Linked DNA regions of Canis lupus: regions 1 and 3 are each linked to region 2. Evidence: chromatin contacts called from public Hi-C data. All regions are on one chromosome and are shown on one strand. Each heading gives the region's core, a stretch centred on a gene start, on an enhancer-like site or on the middle of the called end of the contact. The rest is flanking DNA. Distances are from core to core; before and after follow the strand shown.

The links. Hi-C and Micro-C count contacts between places; a contact is called where the count stands out from the background.
Region 1: a contact with region 2 is called in a Hi-C map of liver, with 4 times the contacts expected there. The contact joins the enhancer-like site here to the promoter of TSNAX in region 2. A contact is called at or near these places in 4 of 9 Hi-C or Micro-C datasets (amygdala, blood and liver).
Region 3: a Hi-C map of blood shows a contact between it and region 2, with 2.4 times the contacts expected there. The contact joins the promoter of C4H1orf131 here to the promoter of TSNAX in region 2. A contact is called at or near these places in 2 of 9 Hi-C or Micro-C datasets (amygdala and blood).

Annotation. Positions count from the first base shown.
Region 1 is chr4:8,497,892-8,500,591 of UU_Cfam_GSD_1.0, reverse strand. All of the region lies in intron 4 of SPRTN (DNA-dependent metalloprotease SPRTN), which reads left to right. Among named protein-coding and RNA genes, the nearest start is that of SPRTN, 13 kb to the left of the region's middle. Within about 2 kb of position 1,436, at least 6 of the 20 cell types and tissues checked have an H3K27ac peak or open chromatin away from gene starts, as enhancers often do. A contact at or near this core is called in liver, where this site is marked.
Region 2 is chr4:8,343,763-8,346,462 of UU_Cfam_GSD_1.0, reverse strand. TSNAX (translin-associated protein X) reads left to right here and starts at 1,280. Exons shown (of 6, transcript XM_038533908.1): 1 at 1,280-1,479; 2 at 1,969-2,073. The coding sequence starts at 1,464.
Region 3 is chr4:8,567,883-8,570,601 of UU_Cfam_GSD_1.0, reverse strand. C4H1orf131 reads right to left here and starts at 1,300. Exons shown (of 7, transcript XM_038533920.1): 1 at 1,170-1,300; 2 at 1-293. The coding sequence starts at 1,257. GNPAT (dihydroxyacetone phosphate acyltransferase) reads left to right here and starts at 669. Exons shown (of 16, transcript XM_038533917.1): 1 at 669-831. The coding sequence starts at 811.

The DNA of each region.
Region 1 (2,700 bases), core at 187-2,686, 150 kb before region 2:
TGACATCACTAAAAACTCCATCTCTTCTGGATCTCACAAAAGGGTCACCTCTTCTAAGATATCCCTGAGAAATTCTTTAAAAGCACCGGAATCAACATCTGTGACTGCACCCCAGGATGTGAGTGGGCCTGAGGAGAAACTCCCAAGTAAACGACCCAGGCTAGAAGACAAGACTGTTTTTGACAATTTTTTTATCAAGAAAGAGCAAGTACAAAGTGGTGGAAATGATCCAAAGTGGAGTTCACATCCTACAGCTGCAACTCAGGATTCCAGCAGTGCATCCAGCCAGAACAGGATGGTCGATTGTCCTGTTTGTCAGAATGAAGTGTTGGAGTCTCAGATTAATGAGCACTTGGACTGGTGCCTTGAAGGTGGTAGCATCAAAGTCAAAAGTTGAAGAAGTCTTTGAAAGACAAATGGGTGTCACATGCCACCTATATTACCCTGCTAACATAGTGTCAGCCACTCAGGAAGTTCTGGTGAACATGAAGATTTGTAGGTTTTAATGTAGTTCTATTTTATAGATATATACATGAGGTTGCAATGGAAAATATTCTATGTCGAAAGGTGCTATATTCACTTTTGCCTTGTGTATCCTGTAGCTCAGAGTTTGTTCTGCATGTGTACATGTATAGTTTTTAGATACTTATGTTCTTCCTTGCTCTTAAATTGCATTTAAATCTGTTAATCTTTTTATTTATATACCTTTCCTCAAAATACATTGGAATCCTGACAGGTATTTGGTTAAACTGAGTATTTCTTTGTTCATATTAAAACTCAGTCATAGAACTGAAGCTAAACATTGGCCAAAATTACAATTTCGAGGACAAAGTATATCAGTTGTTGTAGGGTACTCAAAGTTTTTTGTTTTTTGGTTTCTTTTTTTAATCTCAGCAGGAAATATATTTTATACATCTCCAAGAATTTTATTTCTGTCATCACTAAAAGGTGGCAGCTGGTTTTAGGTTAAAGCATAGAAGGAATATAGTCAAATAAACGTTTTAGACGACTACTCCTGCAATCCTGTAGGCCAGAGTTGAGTGGTTTTCTCAAGATGTAGCCAGATGAGTGGTTCACCTGCTAAGGAGCTGGTGTAAGTCACATCACAACAGCCTCTTTTATGTTAACAGTGGAACACTGTCTGGAAACAGTATTATGAACCTTAAGCCAAAGTTGTAACCGTTAAAATAAAAAGGAATACCATTTGTGCATTTTAAAAAGTAATTTCTTTTTAAAAACATTCTTACTGTGTTGTGGCAGAGACCAAGATCCTTTCGTCCGTTCACTTTCTCATGGCTGTACCACTAGCATGTTGGCCTGGTCCCAAGAGTTGAATTCACAGGTTTTCTTTCTCCTGAGCTATGTTGCGACATGACCTCCACCTACCCGAGGTGCCAGCTCCTCTGTGTGAACTTGGCCTTGGTGCTCCTGGGTGACGGCAGCCTCGGGTCAGGGAGGGAACAGTGCACCTCCTGCATTCGTGTCCGCACGCTTCCTAGTCTGCAGCCACAACCCCTGAGGGTAATCACTGTTTCTGTTACGTCTCTGCCACCCTGGGGTGCTTGAGTGTGGTTTTAACTTCATGAAGTACTACCCTGTTGCCACACTGTAGAAGTTCATTCTAGGTCGTTGCTTTGAGTGTACAAATACGCCAGGGTTTATTCAGCCATTCTAATATTAACGGGCATCTGAATTATTTCCAACCGGGGGCTGGCTGTGACGGAGACTGCTGCTGAAAACATGCTTCCTCGTTTCTGTTGGGCGTCCACCCAGGATTGGAGTGCTGGCTCACCAGGGTACGTGCATGTGTAGCTTTAGTAAATACTGCCAGCTTGCCCTCCTGCCAGCAATGTAGGAGAGTTTCAGCTGTTCAGCTGTCTTCACAGTATTATCAGTCCTCTTCAAATTTAGCTCATCTGGTTGAGTGTTTACAAGTTTTGATAACTTCTTAAATATGAAGTTGAAAAACAGTATTTAGTATTTATAGATAAATGACCTAAAATATATGCAATTACATCTTTCATAGAGGATCACTGTCTCTTAATTTAGCAAATTACGTGCAAGTGAGCAGCTTTTGAGCCCAAACTATACAAGGTTTGGGGCAAAGAGGTAAACAAGACAATCCGTGTCCTCAGGATTTATAAACAGCCTCGATGGGGAGTGAACACAGAAAGAGCTCCTGACTAGTTTCTGCTGGGGGCTGTGGGAACTTGAGGGGAGGTTCCCTGGAGGAGACACTGTCCGAGTGGGTCTTCCAGAGTGAGTCAGGATAGCCTGGTAAGGAAGGATGGAAAGGGGCTTGCAGAGCGAAGGAGTCAAAGAAAGGTGTTGGTTGGAGCTAGACCAGCACAGTCTACAGGGGGAACTAAGCTGCTCCAAATGAACAAAACATCTTCCGTCTGAACATCTTACAAAGTAAGATGTGAGGAGTAAAATGGCAGAAGGAGGTGGAAGTTTGAAGGTGGTGTCATGTTGCACACTTTGGTTTGTGTGGTCCTGGAGAACACCCCCATGTGTTGATTCAGGTCGGGGTGGTGCACTGGGGGCAGGAGGAGGGCTTGGAAAGTTGACTAAGCCAGTGGAGAACATTTGAGAAGTGTTTTGATGGATTCTCTGAAGGGTAACATAAATGGGCAGAAGGGCTGTGTCAGGGCTGGAGAGGGTGGGTTGAGAAAGAGTTGGTCAGGTGTTTAGAAAAAA
Region 2 (2,700 bases), core at 31-2,530:
TATAGCGGCTTTACAAGAGCTGTGGATCCCGGAGGCGCGGGTGGGAGGTTATAAAAGGTTGGAAGGCCTACACCTGGGTGGCTCAGTGGTTGAGCGCCTGCCTTTGGCTCAGGTCACCTCTCTCTCTCTCTCACGAATAAATAAAATCATATATATATGTATATATATATATATAAATATATAATCTAATAAGATATGGCAGTACCTGCCCCAAATAAAAAGCTCACAACTTAGTTGTGCGCACCTGTTAGCCTGTTATTACCAACCTCTCTCTCTTTTTTGGAGCGTGAGGTTGGGAGAAGGGTATGAAAGCTAATATTCTCTTTTTTAAAAAAAAGATTTTATTTATTCACGAAAGACACAGGGAGAGAGGCAGAGACAGGCAGAGGGAGAAGCAGCTCCCTGCGGGAAGCTGGATGCGGGACTCCATCCCAGGACTCTGGGATCCCAACCTGAGCCGAAGACAGACGCTGAACCGCTGCCCCACCCAGGTGCCCCTGAAAGCTAACATTTAATCGAGCAGGTACTATGCGAAAGGACACTCTTCTATGAACTTTAGTATTAACTCATTTGGCCCTCGACTAAGCGTATGACGCAGGTAGTATTCCATCCCTGTTTCACAGGTAAAGAAACTGAGGACAGTGGCTAACTGCCCTCGAGGTCACCCAGCCCCGCGGGGCCAGGGGACGCCGAGCGCAGCGAGCGCGCGGAGGCCGCGGTGCAGAAGGCGATGACAGGCGAGGGCCCGGGGCGGAGCACAGAGGGCGGGCTTTACCTTCGTCCGAACGCCAAGGCCGCCTGCTCACTGATTCGTGTCTCCCCATCACTTTGCCTGCTGGCCCCACAGCCAGGAATGGAAAGTTTAAACTCCCAGCTCCGTAAGATTCGGCCTGGATCCTGAGAAGACCCTCCCGTAGGCGATGGACGGCTCGCTCCCTCCTCACAGCCAGGTCGGGAGAGCAGCAAGGGGCTGACTCCGGCGGGCGAACTACAACCCCCATCACTCCCCGCGCGGAAGGCTGGGTCCACGCGAAGGGAACGCGGGGGTGTTCCCAAAGTGCCTTGAGGAAAAACAAAAAAAAAAATCACGAACACCTCCCGCCGTTTTTCCATCTTCACACAGGCCTCGCTTCCATCATCCGTTTTGATGGAAGCGCAGTGAGGCCTGTAGAGTTCGCTTTGTCTTCAGGCACAGCAGAGGGCAGCCGGGACGACGGCGCGCGGGCGCGAGAGCCCCGGGGCGCGCGGGGCGGAGCCTGCGGCGGCGGGGCCGGGGCGCAGGCCGGAAGTGTGCGAGGACGGAGGGAGAGGCGTGAGTGGCTGCGGGCGTGCGCTTCCGGCCAGTGCGTCGACGTCGGCCGGCCGCGGAGGGCTCCTCGGCAGGCTCTTCGGCCAGCACCTTACGCACCCCGCTGGCTCGCAGGCCTTGGGTCTCCGCTCATCTCGCCGTAGGCCGTGACGACATGAGCAGCAAAGAAGGTGGCGTCCTCGGCGGCCCTGGGCGTTCTTTATTCAAAGGGGGAGGATCTCCCTCCTTTTTGTCGGATTTTCCACTTCGCTTCCCGCTTGAGGGATTGCCCTCTCCCCATGCAGGCTCGGGGGCGGGGTGGGGGGGAGGGGCGGCCCCGGAGATTTCCTGGCCACCTCGGGCCTATGCACACCTGGCCATTTCTTAAATCCTCGAGCTGTGTCTTTGATTTTAGTTTGGTCATTGCTCCACCTTGTGCCAGATCAGGAAAGCCACTGGTGGAGGCCCCGGGTGAGGTGAGCTTAGGATTGGGGGGTGGGGGCGGGGGTGGGGGTGGGGGGAATAAAAAGGCAGGGCTGCTGCTGCGTGAGTCGGCCGAGCAAGCGAGCAAGCGAGCAAGCGTCTCGGGCCAGGGCCCCTGGGCGCGGGTGTGAGAGCGAGGCAGGGGCCAGCTCTGGTGCAAAAGCCCTACCCAACTGTTTTCTCCTTCTCTACGTAAGGATCAGGAGGGTTCAGGAAAAGGAAGCACGACAATTTCCCACATAACCAGAGAAGAGAAGGGAAGGATGTTAATTCATCTTCACCTGTGATGTTGGCCTTCAAATGTAAGTTTTCTGTCATGGAGGTTGGCGAAGGGAAGAGAGCGAGAGAGGTGGTAGCAAGGAGCGTTTAGGCATGTTGTGCTGCACACACCGTTAGGACGTGAGCTGTGCCGGTGTGACCCTTGTACCTTCTTCCCCCAGAGGTTAGCTGTGGTGCTGGGTCTGCCATTAAAGTCGAGGGTACTCAGGTGTTGGCTTTTTTTTTTTTTTTCCTGTAAGGGTTCTACAGGTAAATATTAGCATCAGAAATGCCACATCACTAAAAATTACTGCGTCCCCGACATACAAATATGTATCAGCGATATAGATCTGTCAGCTGTATGTATACATATAGATTTAATTAGTTCACTTTGTGTTTTTTTTTTTAATTATTTATTTATTTATGATAGTCACAGAGAGAGAGAGAGGCAGAGACACAGGCAGAGGGAGAAGCAGGCTCCATGCACCGGGAGCCCGACGTGGGATTCGATCCCGGGTCTCCAGGATCCCGCCCTGGGCCAAAGGCAGGCGCCAAACCGCTGCGCCACCCAGGGATCCCTAATTAGTTCACTTTGAAGCGTATATTTTGGTTTTGGCTCCTAAGCTAGAATCTTGAAGACCAGGATTAAGTTTTTTGTTGTGACTGTCACA
Region 3 (2,719 bases), core at 51-2,550, 220 kb before region 2:
AAATTCTATCACTTCTACTTGCTCCCTGCTGTTCTTCAGGGTTGAGGGTGATGCTGCAGCACAAGGGACTTCTGGTCCTGAAGGGGGTTCTGCGGGGGTCACAGCAGGAGTGCACTGCAGCTCTTCTTGGAGTTCCTTGAAGAAGCTGGAAGCACTCTTCCTTTGGCCTCTTACAAGAGAACCAGGTAGGGGAGCTGGCTCTCCTGTCACTGCCGCTGGGGTCCCAGCATCTCTCTTCTTGTTTTCTCCTTTCTTTTTGCTCCTTTTCTGTTCTGCTTCATATTGTGTTTCTCCTGTTTGTTCAAACGCAGAGTGGAAAAAATAAATCGCTTTGGTTTTATCAAATCGTTAAATCACATGAATGCGCTTAGGTGCGAGCCAGGGCTATCCGCACCCAGAAATACAAAGAAAAAAAAGTTTTATTTTTCTTCAAATGGGGCTGTAGTTGCACAATTATTTTTTACTGTTTAAGCAAGCTCAGAATTTCGACCAATGGCTCCACGCTAAAACAGATCTTGCAGTATCAGGTTACAAATTTAAGAAATGTTTGCTCCTTAAAGTCCCTAATGCCTTGGCTCTCTGCGTTGTGTGTACAAGGGATGTCCTCTGACGTGGAGCAGGTTCTCAGAACGCGTGGAACCGCCTTCTGGCTGAAGTGCCAGGCGGCTGCCAATCTGTAATAACTTTCTATTTCCTTTTCCCCAGGCCAGATTGAAGGAGAGCACAGACTGGCCAGCTTGGTATTAGAAAAGGCTGTGAAAAGCTTTACGTGAAATCATCTAAGAAGTCTGCGGAGAGGCACCCTGAAGGATGGAGCTGGGCCGAGACAAGGTGGTGCCGACGCCCCGGGGGCACGCGGGGCGGGAGGGTGGCGCCGGGAGGGCGGGCTGCCCAGCGGGCCGCGAGACTGACAGGGTGGGCTGTTCCGGGAGCCCAGGCCCCGCGCGCATCGCCGTGCTTAGACGGGCCCCTTGGCGCCCACACACAGGGACGACTCGGGTGTCTGATCCCTGGGTAACAGAGCCCGATCACCGCAGCGGTGTGTGCCGGACCCATCCGGGGACCCAGGTCGGAGGCGCTGGGGCTGCTCAGCCTGCGGGAACCTTTAGCCTGAACGCCCAGGGCGGCCCAGTCCGCTCTCCACGTGGGCGCCGAGGCCCCGCACTCACCAAAGTCGTAGAGGTTCCGGAGCAGGGCGTCCAGGAGGGCCCGAGAACCGGCGGGCGCGCGGGCCCCCGGCCCCGGCTCCTGAGCCATGCGGGCCGCCCCGCCGCGCTCAGGCCCCGAGCCCGCCGACACCCGCGCCTCGCGCGGCCCGCACTTCCGACTTCCGACGCGGTGCGCGAGCGCGCGCGTCGCAGGTCCCGGCGCGGCTTCCGTCCTAGTTAAGATGGCGGCGCCCGGGGTCCTGCGGAGCGGCAGCGGAGGGTGCCGCCGCCCCAGGCGAGGTCGGGCCGCCCTGCGCGGAAGAACCGCCCCCAGCAGCGGCAGCACCACCACCGCCTAGCAAAGAATGTCAGGCCCCGCCCGGGACGGCAGCCGCACCATGGATTCTTCCAGCTCCTCTAACTCCCGTTTCTCCGTCGGCTCCGCCAGTCCCGGCGCTGTCGTGCTCCTCTACTCGGTAGGCGCCCAGGGGAAAGAGGCCCGGGGCGGGGCCGCCGGAGAGGACTCCACCCGCCCGGCCCCGGCCTCCTGCGGGCCACGACCCCTCCGGCCCCCCGGCTCCCGAGAGTGGGTTCCGGGGCCGCGCGGGAGGGGTTGGGTGCTTGACTTGGTTTCCAAGGCAACGGGGTATCGGTGCGTGTGTAAGTGTGTGTGCGCTTTTAGAAGTTTCTATGGGTGGTGGCTCCGGTGGTTCCTTTCCACTCATTCCTTCTCGTACCCTCCGCCAGGCACGGGGCCTTCAGAGAGCCCCCGATACCGGAACGCGACGCGAGAATGGACCGTTCCGCCCCTGGCGAGGGCCAGCCTTCGGGTAAACCCGAGAGACCTGCGGGTCCGACCCGGCGGCAGAGGCATCAGCCTGCGGCTCCCCGCCCCGCCCCGCCCTGCTGCTGCCGCGGTCCTGGGAGAAAAGTGTTGGGCTTGCATGTGGGCATAGGATTCGAAAGACGGAAAGTCTTTAATCTAGGAAGATTTGGAACTTCCGGAAATTTTTATTGCGTTTTTGTCTTCCATCCGTACTTTTTGCAGTAGTCATTTCGGAAGACAGGCATCTTCCGAGAGGCCACCCAGCCTCTCCACAGCTTGCCTCCCGGCCCCCCGCACCCCTACGCCCCTCCCGATTTTCACCGATCTTTTTTGCCACCGGAATGTTGGTCACTCACAATTTATGTGAAGAAATTATGAGGTAAACGGTTTGTAGTTCTCAAAATTGCACAATTGTGGGGCAACTGATCTTTTTTTTTTTTTTAACCACTAAATTATGTCTACAGGGATATTAAAAGAATACATTTTAAAAGCACGTTACTGTGTCCAGGTTAGTGGCAGTCTCTGACTTAAATACAGTATTAATTTGTGTAGGAAGATCACAGCAGCAAAAAGACAAGAGAAGGTAAACAAAAATCTCAGTTTCAAAAGAAGCGATATAGAGGGCTACCTTCACATTGGGACACCAGTATTCTTTGGAACTTGGGGAAACTTCTCTTTCCTTGATGTGGAGAGCTCTGGGTTTGTAATTGCTGTCAACTGTCCACTTGTGTGAGGATTATTACTT